2 separate regions of the Zea mays genome follow, and region 1 is linked to region 2. A link is a contact called in public Hi-C data. All regions are on one chromosome and are shown on one strand. The core of a region is the stretch at or near the end of the contact, and the rest is flanking DNA. Distances in the headings are between cores, read along the strand shown.

What was found. A called contact is a pair of places that touch in the nucleus more often than the background predicts.
Region 1: a Hi-C map of ear shows a contact between it and region 2, with 2.1 times the contacts expected there. The contact joins the promoter of LOC100192912 here to the promoter of LOC103639615 in region 2. A contact is called at or near these places in 3 of 25 Hi-C or Micro-C datasets (ear and leaf).

The regions. Positions count from the first base shown.
Region 1 is chr9:161,323,130-161,329,795 of Zm-B73-REFERENCE-NAM-5.0, forward strand. It overlaps LOC100192912, which reads left to right and starts at 5,270. Exons shown (of 10, transcript NM_001319737.1): 1 at 5,270-5,456; 2 at 6,066-6,154; 3 at 6,277-6,451; 4 at 6,582-6,666. The coding sequence starts at 5,364. It overlaps LOC103640467 (dnaJ protein homolog 2), which reads right to left and starts at 1,548. Exons shown (of 4, transcript XM_008663039.1): 1 at 1,399-1,548; 2 at 233-502; 3 at 1-120. The coding sequence starts at 1,548.
Region 2 is chr9:161,193,313-161,199,862 of Zm-B73-REFERENCE-NAM-5.0, forward strand. It overlaps LOC103639615 (paramyosin), which reads right to left and starts at 1,773. Exons shown (of 9, transcript XM_008662350.3): 1 at 1,004-1,773; 2 at 1-156. The coding sequence starts at 1,087.

The DNA of each region.
Region 1 (6,666 bases), core at 4,020-6,519, 130 kb after region 2:
ACACAAAGATTCAGTCAAGGTCAGTGTGTGCTTGTGGAAGAGGTCATCGCCCTTTCTCTTGAACTTGGGATGCTCCTTCTGCTGGAGAACAAAGATGATATCTCCAGTGGCAGTATCAGGCTGCACACAAGCACAAGATAGTTAGAACCCAAGGTTGCACACATTAGTTAGAACAGAAGTTTAGTTTGTGCCAGAGGAATAACTTTAGAAATGAGGACTAAGGAGTCATTACCGCTTCATCAGCTTCGCCAGGGAATGTGATCTTCTGCCCGTTCTGCATACCTTTCTCAACTACCACTTCAAGAACTTTCTTCTCCGGCACAACTTTATCACCTTTGCATTGTGGGCATCTATCCTTATCGCTGATGGTCTCTCCAGAACCCTTGCACTCATTGCAAAGATGTTGCATTTGCTGAATCATTCCAGGTCCCAACTGCCAGATTTGGACCTTGAAGCCAGAACCTTGACAACCAGCACAACTCGAAACACCATCATAGCAACACTGGAATAACAACATATGGGATAAATCATTCTAGGAAATCAAAACGCACTACAGATCAGACAAGTAACCACACTGTATATAGATAAGTCATAAGCAGTGTCATAAGCAGAATGTGTGTATTCACATCTTTCAGGACTAACAAATTAAGGGATTCAAATCAGTTATCATATTTTCAGGATCAGTTTGACAATTCGAATGAATAGAGACAACTACAACATTCAGTTCAGGAAACCGAACCATGCATGTGCCTATTCACAATTCAAGGTCAGTGCATTGATCTAACAACTCAAGGATTCAAATAAGTGGATCAGTTTTTAGAATCAGTATGGCAATTCGAACCGATAGATCACTATACAACGTTAGGTAAACTGAACCAAGCATGCCCCTCTGTTCCTCACATAAAGATTGGCAATCATTTTCATTAGAAGATACAACCTGACCATTATAGCATAAAACCAACCATGTATTATACAACAACAGTCAGGTCTAACAAGACTAAGACGATATCAATAAAATATAACTATATATAGACACGATAGTATAGAACGAATCAAGGATTCTGGCATGATAAACGAGTTGTCTAATAATTAATTACTAATTATCCGACTAACGATACCACATAGAGCGACAATTTCCATGCAACCAATATTCATAATAGTTTCCATGCAACATCTCCTTCCCCATACAAATTCCCTTCACTACCCCAACCCATTAAACCCATCTAAATCCACGCTGCCTCAGATCCAAACCACCGCTCGGAACCCACAAGCACCAGCACCTTATGAAATCGACACAGCCAAACCATATCAACATCGCCGCAAAACCCGACAACCCGCCTACTAATCCCCGTCGCGGACAGGTCGGAGCCAGACGAAATGACCAGCTCGCGCGCTCACCTTCTCGGGGTCGCCGCCCTTGTCGGGGTGGTTCTTGATGGCGGCCTTGCGGTAGGCCTTCTTGAGGTCATCTTGTGACGCGTCCTTGGAGACCCCCAGGATCTCGTAGTACCGGGTGTTGTCGCTCTTCTTCGGCGTGCGGCCGAACATCTCCGAAACCCTAGCCGATTGATGCTATAATGGAAGTTTGTGAGGAGAGAGAGCAGGGTAGGCATGTGGACGCCCTCCCTATTCCTTCAACCTGACGAGGGCTCCCCAGAGCGCCAGGACGCCGTGGTGCGCGGCCTCCGCGACTGGCTCCGCAAGCAGCGGTTCGAGCCGTAGGTGATGGCCGAGCTCGTGGACCTCATCAAGCGCCCCATGGACCGGTACGCCGCCGGGGCGAGGGGCGGCGACGGCGACACCCCCGACCGTACGTATCGTGCGCCGTGGTCGGCAACAACGGCGTCCTGCTGGCGCGGGAGCACGACGCGCTCATCGACGCCCACGACCTGGTGATCCAGCTCAACAACGCGCCCGCGGGCGACGGTGTACACGCGACACGTGGTTTGCGTCGTTCGCGGCGTGGTTTGCGGAGGCGGGCGGATTGCGGCGGCATTGGCTGCGTGGTTTGCGGAGGTGTTTGGAAGCACGGCAGGGTTCGCGGGCGGGCGGGCAGAGGTGGGGGCGGTCTATAGTACTAACTTAATAGTTAGTAGAGATTAGGGAAGCATTGAAAAGAAGTCAGTTCATTTTATGTTTGAGCGACAAATTGACTAACATATCGCAGGCTACTAAAGAACAGTTGCAGCAAAAAATTCGCTTGAAAGCTTACCTTGGCTTGAGAAGCTGTGGTAGCCGTCGTTGCGTTGCAGCGAACCCCCGGCGGTGTCCTGCCATCCGGTCCGAGTCAACCAAGCGGCTCTCCCTTCCTTCTTCCGCACCCGCTCGCTAGCTGAAACAACAGGCTACTAAAGAATGAACAGTTCCTTTTGTAGCTCCTCGTTTGTCATACTAAAAAGGTGTGACATACAATGTAACAATTTATATTTCTCCAATATCTAAGAAAGCATTCTACTCTTTGAAATAATACCTCTGAGATTGTGACAATAAAAAAACATGTGTTTAGAAAAAGATTTTGTATGATAAAAGTACTGAAACTGAACCTGTTGTTCGGTCTTTCCAGAGTCCTTGGCCACTCATTTCCTTCTCTCGCGTGATTCAGCAAGAAGCTCTGGTCGTTCTCTTTCCTCTGCATAAGCACCAATAAACAACTGACCATACAGATAGGGGAGACGAGTTTCGCCATCAAGGAACTTAGGATTAGTTATTGACTGAGACACTGTTTAGTTAGTGGCCTTAGCCTCGAAGCTAAATATGATGATATGATAGGAATGCATCCTTGTGGTCAGAGTTCAAGCTCATAAAATAAACGTTCTACTAAACATATATTGATAATACCTCTGAGATTGTGACAATATATTGGTTCGAGTATGAACATGCTAATACATGTGTAGTATGAACATGCCACCAGACTGGATAATGCAGCACAAATATATTGAATAGGACCTGACTTGATAGGAGTCGGTAGCAGCAGTAAAACGTTCTCAAACCAAAAACAATAAAAAAAACATGGTGAAAATGCAGATTCTATTCAGAAGACAAAAGTAGTGTTTCCTTTTGGCAGAAATCATGCTAGAATAATAAATAACCTACTTGATACTGAAAGTTTTAATTGCGTGATGAAAAGAATACTTAAAAATGAGAATCCTTGTCATATTTGGTCATAGATATTATCTGTTTTCTGCTTTTAATTTCATCAAAGTGAACGCATTCAAAGATAACTCGAAAGCCGGAGTTAATAAAGTAAAAGTTGAAAATGGAAATATAGAGTGAAACAAAGCACATGATCCATTACTGAATATTCATTGCATGCAGGATCCATTTACTGAATAAACAGTGATAAAAATGTTTCTTTCAGTAGTTAGTTGGCAGCACAGAATCCTCAAACAACATTGCTTTGACCAATCAGATTTCATCTGTCAGATTATCTTACTAACAAACAAATGGCATAAAAAACTGGATAGTTCAGATAGTACTATCTGAACTCTGAACTATGAACTCAGAACTAACATGTAGTTCAACTTATAATAGGAATATCTGAACTCAGAACCAATATTAGAATTAAAGCATGTATCATACTATTTGCAACTCAGAACTAACATGTAGTTCTAAATGATGCACTCATGAGCTATTTTCGACAATATAAGTATGCTTGCTAGCTGGAATCAAACAGTGATCATGTTGTCAGTAACAGTATTTTTTTAGGTGCATAACTTGTTCTTCTCTTCTTCAAACAATGGATTTAAAATGGGATATATACATGATACATACATCTAATCTAAGCTATGCTTGCTAGTTGGAATCAAACAGTGATGATGTTGTCAGTAAAAGTATTTTTTAGGTGCATAGCTTGTTCTTCTCTTCTTCAGACAGTGGATTTAAAATGGGATACATACATGTCTAAGCTAAGAGCTGAAATCTGATAAAAATGTTTCTTTCAGTAGTTTAATTGGCACCACAGAATCCTCAAACAACATTGCTCTGACCAACCAGATTTCATCAATCAGATTATCGTACTAACAAACAAATGGCATAAAAACTGGAAGGAGGCAGAGATGCAATAACCCATCTGAAAGAAGCAAGGGAAGGAAGAAAGGAAGGAAGGAATAAGTCCTCGACGCTTCGTCCCCTGCCTTCCTCCTCTCCACTTGACCAGGGAGAAAGCCAATGAACCATTCAGTTAGTAGCCTAGGCCTCGGGTTAAATCCATCCGTCCAACCCCACCGATCATGAAGCAACTACTGACTGAATGGCAGATCCTCATGCTTGCCTCTTCAGACACTCCTTGCGCTGTTCTGTTTGTTCTGCTGCCGACCAACTTCTGTGCTGCAGTTGACACACGAACCAAGGCCATGATAGAAGCAACACACAACTACACACGTACAGAGCAACAACTCAGCTGAACCCACGATCCTTTTTTTGTGTTCTTCAGGTGAAAGCTCATCATTTTTTCTTGAACTGTCAGCAAGTATAGTCTAACAAATACAACGAACAAATCTGTAGGAATTCTCTTTACAAGCTTTCAATTCCCCATTTATCCTCCCTCATAAACAACAACCTCTTTCCCAATTCTACACCCCCCAAAAAACATAACTTATTTGTACGAGCTCTGTACCATGCCATGACCGCGCACTTACTGACTGACGGCGTCGCCACGGCCAATGGCGGACCGGACACCAGATCCACGACGTCTCGTCCTGCGCGCCAGGGTCACCCCGCGCGGATCCGCTTCTTGGGCGGTAGGGCGCGGAACACGGTGGTGAGATCGCGCGACAAAGAAGAAGGTCCGGCGAGACGACGCCGCGGAGGAGGGCGGGGACGGCCTGCTGCGCTTGTTGGCGGGGACGGCCTGCTGCGCTTGTTCTGCTGCGCGTTGCGGGTTGCGGGAGGGGATTCGCGGCGGGAGGTTCGCAGCGGGCGGGTTTCGCCGGCCTGCTGCGCGTTGCGGGTTGTGGGAGGGGTTCGCGGCGGGCGGGTTTCGTGGAGGGTCTCGGCGTATCGCGGCACGCGTGCGGGGGTGGGCGGGGGCGGGCGGGGCGCTTCGCGGCGTACGGTTCGCGGCGGGCGGATTGATCGGGCGGGCGGTTGTTAGGCGGGGGCAGTCTACACTAACGTCTTAATAGTTAGTACAGAATCTGGATTTGGCGATGGTGGATTTGGTGGTCGTGTTAACCAACCTTTTTCTAAAGTGAATTTGTTTTTCACAAATATGCAGTTTACGAAACAGCACCAAAATTAAAGACGGCAACTCTGCCTGCACAGCATTGACCGCCGCCTTCGCTCCTCCACCTCCCCGCTCGCTCTCCTGCCTCCGCGCGGGCCGCGGATCCCTTCACTCGCCACAGCAAGCGCTAGAAGAGGGAATGGAGCCCGGCCTCGCATCCCGCGTCGCCCGTTCAGCCGCTCAGCCGCTTTCCGGCTGCCTGTCGCGGCACTCGCTCTCGCCGTGGCTCAAGGTTCCTTGCTCCCCCTGTTCATCATGACGTTCCTTTTTGGTTGCGTGAGTTTGGTTTGGGCCTCGGAGTGTAGTGGATTTGGAATGGGGGTAGGTAGCGAGGCTAGTGAGGGCATCTGCACCTGCTAAAATAGATTCGAATAATTGGAGATCATGGGGCTTCTAGCCGTGCGTAAAGGTAAAGGTGTCGAGAGAAAGAGATCGAGTTTCGGTGTGTAGCTTCAGAACAGGAAGGCTTTGGACCTTTGGTCTTTTTTAGAATTTTATTAATTGTTGTTCACATATTGCTCTTGTCACCCTTGAAACGGATTAGGGGCTGAATGAACACGGTCCACGATGGCACTTTGGATACTCCTTTTGTTTTTAATACTAATAGAATAGGAAAAAAGAGAGGTTGAATAACCCCATCATTCCTCTCACTCCCTGGCCTGACCACCTGAGAAGTGTAATCAATCCAACGTTGCTTGAAATGGACTTATCTAGCTTGCCTTTGTTTTTTCCTCGTAAAGATGCCAAATAATCAAGGTAACTTCAATTACCCCCACCGCTTTCACTTTCACCAGCCTCGTGATCTAACAAAAGATGGTGTCATCTTTTTCTCGTTCTGCAGATCCAGAACCACATTTATCCTATGCCAAGTCTCTGTCACAAGGTTCCTAGCACGGGAAAATGCCACGCTTCTATGACAACAAGTTACATGTATGTAATTATGAAACCAAAACCGTTTTGATACATATGGCTGTGGTTCAGCTTCAGTTAAATCCATACTGAGCAATGCCCTCATGACTTTCATCCTCGTTCTGATGGTTTAACTTTAGCAGGGAAACATCAGATGTCACTGATTTGGACTGGGAAAACCTTGGCTTTGGCCTCATCGAGACTGACTTTATGTATGTTGCAAAATGTGGAACTGATGGAATCTTTTCCAAAGGTGAAGTCCTACCATTTGGTCCTATAGCACTGAGTCCTTCAGCTGGAGTCTTAAATTATGGGCAGGTTAGTAGGAAAACTTCCCACCCTGTTTCACATCTATATCTCTACAGGATTGGAACAACTATAACCTGGCAGTTAGGTATCAGGCCTACTGGTACTGAATATGCTTAGTCTATGTTGTTCTGGTATGCAGGGATTGTTTGAAGGCCTAAAAGCATATAGGAAAACTGATGGGTCCATCCTTCTATTTCGTCCAGAGGAGAATGCTATAAGGATGC
Region 2 (6,550 bases), core at 523-3,022:
GGAGACTTGGTCCTTGGAGAACCATATGGGTTCCAAGATGGTGTCGGGCCACTGGCATATTCCACTACGAGAAGCTACTTTAGTGGACTTTGCAATTGTTTTTCCATTGTCTACGGAGACTATGGAAAGGAAGAGCCTGTCTGAAATGGCGGGGACCTGTAAAAAATGAAACCAATCCATGAGACACGAAAATGGAGGGGATACATGTCATGTAGCACATGGAATAAGATAAACTGCAGGAAAGGCGCATATGAAATGAATGAGAAGTCAAACAAAATTCCACTGGCATATTCTACTTTAAAAATGAAGAGGAAGGACGATTCTTTTTCCGGGGTACACGCACACATGAACGGCAGGCAACTCGTGAAACAAAGTAAAGTTGGACCCCCTGAGAAAGTAAACTGATTGAATGGCAAAAGGTAGCCATTGAATCACCAGGGGAGGGAGGGGACTGGGAGAGGAAGCAAATAATGCGATTTGCATATGAGATTGGTTTGGTACAAGCAAAGCAGCACGGCTTCCCGTTTGCCTTCCCTTTTGGGAGTGGCTTTGAGGTAGGCACACACGTGACGTGACGTGAGTAACCAAGGAAAGGAGGCACAATAATAATTCGTACGATACGAGCTACTCCAGTAAGCTCGAGCATGATCCTACATTGATGTAGCAAAGGTGAAGGAATGTAGGTTGGATGACGAGTGTCTGCCATCACATCAGCAGCGGCCTTGGCCTAGCGGGAGAGAGCAAATCAGCAGATGAAAGGCAAGCAGCAAAGCGATTACTCCAGTAGATAAGATATGAGAGAAGAATTTGTGGTAATCGCAGGGCCTCTCTTTTGTATCGGATCGGGTAAGCGAGGTTTTGGTACTGTCTGTCCTCCCCCGCTGGCCGGCCGGCTAGTCCCTGAAGGAAGGAGGGAGGGAGAGCAGGAAGAGAGTAAGAGAGAGAGAGAGAGAGAGAGAGAGAGAGAGAGAGAGAGAGAGAGAGAGAGAGGAAAGGAACCAACCTGGACGGCGCGGAAGTTGGAGAATCTGAAGTCGAAGCGCTCGCCGACGCGGTCGGAGGAGCGGTGGCGGTGAAGCTTGAACATCCTGCCCTGCTGGTGGTGGTTACCATGCGATGCGGCCGAGGGGAGAGCGGCGGCCCTCCTCCTAGATTGCGGCTGGGGTCGGGAGGTGGAACTGCGGTTGGTGATGCTGACCTGAGACTGAGATACGGCGGCGCATGGAGCGGCCGTGCAGGTGCGGCGCAGCAAAAGGTGTAGGTGGTGGGTTGGGGGGAAGAAGAGGAATCTTAGGAAGCGGAGAAAGAAACCATGTCCCCCGACTTCAGCCACCTCACCTCAGGGGGAGGGGGAGGGAGAGCTCTGCTGGAGAGGGGAGGGAGGAGGCCAGGTCGGGGTCGGGAGAGAAGACCGGACCGGAGCAGACCAGACCAGACCTGGTTGGGAATGGGAATGCAGGCATATACCTACCGAGCCCGAGCCCGAGAGGAGAAGGCGCAACCTCAACTTCTCTGGCTGGTGCGTGCAATGGCTGTCGTCAGAACAGCAGGCCAGCTGCCTTGTGGTTGCGAGATTTCTGAGGCGATCTCGCGTGTCGTCGTCGTCGTTGTCGTCGATGTCGCCCTTGTCTGGTACTTCTCCTCGATTGGCAAGAGCAGTGGCATTGTTCCGCTCGCCCTCCTCTCGTCTGCTTCCAATAACCGACTTCTTGGAGAATTGATGTCAAGGTGTCTGCATGCAGAATTGATGTTCTGAGCCGAAATGCTCAGCTCGTAACAAGCGTACATAGTTCAGAAAGTTAAGTAAGCAGAACTAAGGCCTGTTACCTAGTTTTTTAAAAATCCAGATTATATCTCCAGTTTTTAGAAGCTGGTTTATAAAAAAAACCTGGTTAATAATATTTTGAACCAGCTCAGTTTTTATAAACTATCTTTAGCTAATGGAGACTATTTTTTGGTTTTTAAGAAACTAATAATCTAGTTTCTATAAACTGTGACAAACATTAGTATGCTCGGAACTACCTCAGTTTTTATAAACTATTTTAAAAAAACTGAGTGTTTTCAAACAAGCCCTAAGACAACTGAGATTGTCCATCAGACTCATTTCTATGCTTCAGTACATCTAGCAAAGCTACTAACCAAATTTCATTACTCAAAAGCAACAAAATTCCACAGGTTTTAACTACTCCGATTGAGCAGGCCACTACCACGCTAACCTTGACCAAGATTGTACTTAACGCAATGGTTTTAGAGAACTGTTAAAACCAAAACAACTAAACACCAAACCGATAAACCAGATAGACCATATGTCTTCTTCACGAACTACTTTTTTCTTGAGATTGTACCTGCATTTAATTCTCTTTTGTAGATTTGTACCATCCTCCACCATAAAAGTTGGACTTCATGTTATGCTATTCTGATTGTGAAACCAACTTTAGTGTTCTACTAAAGCACGTGTAAATTAATGTTTTATAGTAGTAGAGATTGACTGTTGACAAATAATTTATGAGATATTGAGGTCGATGATAATATATGTGTCGTTCGCTTTCATGTAATTGTTGCACACTAACATTTTATTGAATAATTTGTGTGCCATCACAACGTGCAACATTGTACTAATTCAAATAACCTTAAAACAACTTTGTTCATACGTTTTGACACCATATCCCACCATGCTAGCCTAAGCCTACATCCAATCGTGTCAGTCACGTCACTTATCGACCATACCATCAACGACACTATCAATCGTCATCAGTCCTTATCCATCATAGCGTTCTAGTGCATAGCCTTTACTGTCAGCCTACAACCACATCAATGTCACATCGACTTTTTATAGACTCTAAATTAAAACAAAACACGATGTTGTGTACCTATAGCAGAGGTACCTCAAGACGGCCCAAAAGATTGCTCAAAGATAAAGAGCGCCATCAACAAAACTCAATTCGGACCAAAGACACCTTAGTCGGGCCCGACCTAGTCATCCTAATTCCCCACACCAAGTCTGCACCAACTATAGCAACCCTGGTCTAGCCACCTCAACTAGGTTGGACTTGGCTCAATCGCCCCGACCAAGTTGGGACCAACCCAGGTCGCCTCAAGCAGCCCCAACCAGGTCGCCCCTAACATTTGTCGCTTTGAGCTAAATTAGCCTGATAAGAATCTTCAGTGCCAAGATGCAAAACCCCATGAATTCTTATACATGGCTAATGCAATTATGGCTCTCTGACCCCTCGGTGTGTGCTGCGTGCGATGAATGTGGCAGGTATAGTTTGAAGGATGTTGGAGGAGTTTGTGTTCGACCACCCGACTCTTCAAAGGACAACAAGGACCATTCACATCAACGGAAGACCACGATGGGCCTTGTTGGTCACTTGTTCTCAAATGTTGTGATTCAAGAACAAGGCAACACAATTGTTAAGTATAAAAGACCTTCGTCTTCCGAAGCATTATCTCCATATGGACATAATGATCATCAGATGAAGGTCATGAAGGACATGTCTTCATCATCTTAAAGATAAATAAGGATGCAAAGAGATGAGAATAGCAAGTATATCCAATTAATTCATTTGTATTTGCAATCTAAAACATGTATGAACATCAACAAAATTTGTATCACATTGATACCTTCGGCTTGCTCGAAGGTGTTGATGCGAGAGAGATTACAAATCAGCGTGAACAGTACGGTGCTACTGTTCATATATTTATAGTCACCGGACGCAGCCCGGGTGAAAGTACATTTCCCTGACATTTACTTATGATCGTAACATAAATCATTAAGGACTAAGTAGTCTTTTTCCCTTTCGGTCAGCACCATCATCAGTCTTCATCACCATCATGAGCCAAAGCTGTCACTCTGGCAATAGCTTCGGCGTTTATTCTTATCATCCTTAGATCATATCTTCATCTCGTACGCCTTCATCATGAGGGAAAGACTTCCATCCTGAAGACGAAGCTCCCTGTGATAGCTTATACTGAAAGCAAATAGTTAATTATGTTTTTGAGGACCTTCGGAAGATGAAGACCCCCAACGTTAGCCCCTCGCAGTATTAAATTGTTCCTTTGCAACAAATTTAGACTGCGAAGTGAAAGAAGGCCTTTAGCCGAAGGTTCGAAAAACACCTTCCCTTCGCTAGAATAGCGAATCATTCTGAGCTGTGGGACCCACTGAAATGTGGGGCTCTGAGTATATATATAGAAGGTTGTGTTGCTGATATTTTTCGTGCCATCTAGCTTTCGTGCTACAGTTGTCGTTTTAGCTTTCATGTTCTGTGAGTGCAATTGTTTTTGAGCTTCGGCTTTCTGCGGTGATCATCACCGAAATGGCTGAGGATAAGAAAAGCGTGGATCCCACAATTGCTGGCTTCTACGAAGCCATGGAAAGGACCAACGTAGAAAAAAATCGCTAATGAAATGTTAGCTGGGCTATCTAGTGATTCAAGCGATAACGAGAGCTTCGATATTGAGAGTGAGAATGAAGATGTCGAAGATCAGCCGTGGAGGCCAAGCCATGTTGTTTTTGGGAATTCAACTATCAAACAAGGGCAAATTGAAGCGATGAAAGGCAATTATTTTCATGATGTGTCCATAGTGAAGGCTGGGGGAGAAGACACCGTTCCCCTCCCTGAAAGTGATGAAGTGGTGGTCTTCAGGAGCTTCATGAAAGCTGGGCTTCACTTCCCGCTCCATAAAATGCTGGTCAAAGTCTTGAAGATATTTGAGATATACCTTCATCAGCTTACCCCTCGAAGCTCTTATTAGAGTGGGGATTTTTATATGGTCCATGAGGAGCCAAGGACTGGAGCCGGATGTGAGATGCTTCTGCAATATTCATGAGCTATCTTACCAGACGAAGGCGACCGAAAAAGAACAATATCATAACAACTTTGGCTGCTACGGCTTCGTGCCTCGCTCTGAGGCGAATTACCCTGTGCCTACATTTCGGAAGAAGTGGCCAGGTTGTTGGATGAAGGGATGGTTTTACATGAAGAATGACCTGAATCAGAGGGAGGATGTGAAAGGCGTTATGCAACGTCCTATATGGTCACGCTTCGGCATTAGAAGGCCATCCATCGCACTTGGGAATGAAGTGCAGGCGTGCCAAATTGCTTTCAACACCATATGCACCTACATTGGCACGAGAGATTTAATTCAAGAGCATATTGCTTATAAAGTATGGCCTCTTGTAAACGAGTGGGAAATGCCAAAGGAAGCCGCTGCTGGCTCCAGCCAGAGTGGCTTGGTTTATCTCAAGTATACCTTTCATTACAGAAGCCAATTTGATGAGCCAAATGATGATTGGTTAGACGCTGTAGAGGCAACGAGCGATGAACTACTTGGAGCGTACTCGAGAGCAGAAGAGGAGGCTATGACAGCCGCCTTCGGCGCTCGCGGAAAAAGAGGCTGAATAGGGTGTTCGACGTTATTGTGTTTGTTTACCCAGATTACTACTTTCTTGTCCAAAGACAAGGGAGAAAAAGGAAAGTCGTTGCTTCGGCATCTTGAGGTGCGCCGAAGGCGAAGAAACTCAAGGTCTTGACACGTAGACCGAAGCCCATCGGGACGGGCGATGTGCCGAAGTTAATTAAAAGAACAGATATTGCCCCCTAGCTACAGAGACGGCTCCTGCAATGACGATCGAAGCTATTGCAGACCTGGCCAAAGAGCCGGAATTGGAGAAGGCGGCAGAGCAGCCAAAGGTGCTGGTGATAGTGTTGCTGAAGCTATCAGCTACTACAACCACAACTTTGAGGAAGAGGAGGATGACTAGTGTTTTGGATGTTGTGTTTAGAGTCTGTGAAAACGCCACCTCCTACTTCTGCCAAAGCTTCCGGTGGGAAAATGGAAGATGCCAGAGAAGCGGTTACTGCAAGCATCTCTTCTGTTCACGCTGAAGCGGGACCTTCAGAAGCTGCGCTAGAAAGACTTGTGGAAAAAGAACCTTCTAGAAAGACCCACAACACCTGCTCCTGAAGCGCCTCCCCAGATTGACTTGAATTGCATTGTTCGACATGATTCGGGAAAACAGCTATCGACAGAGCAAGTTGTCAAAACACAACATTATGCTAAGCAGCTGAAATACCCCCAGGGGTCCTTGGTATACGGAGGAGATAACGATGATGACTTCCTCTACTGTCTACCAGACAGTAAGGAGGTCGATGTTTGCCGTGAAATGATGGATAACATGGGGTATCCAAAGCTTGAACTTGGTTTGTCTGTGATGGCGAAGGATCAGCTTGCATATACCCTCGCGTACAACAGCTTGAAGGTTTGTATACTTTGGCTTGTCATTTTGTATTTTTTTGTTACAATGAACTATTTTTTGTGGTAATTCTTATCGTCGCTATGTGTTCACTCTTCGTTTGTCAGGGCTTGATTCTAAGCAAGGCTTTGAAGGCCCAAAAGGATGCAGAGGATGAGAGCTGTCGAATAGCACATGGAAACCTTCGTTCGGAGGTCATAACATTAAGAAACGAAGCTCTTGAGAAGGATAAGATCCTACTCTCTTTGGTGGAAAGATTAAAATCTAGCGAAGCCAGGCTTTCTGCTCAAG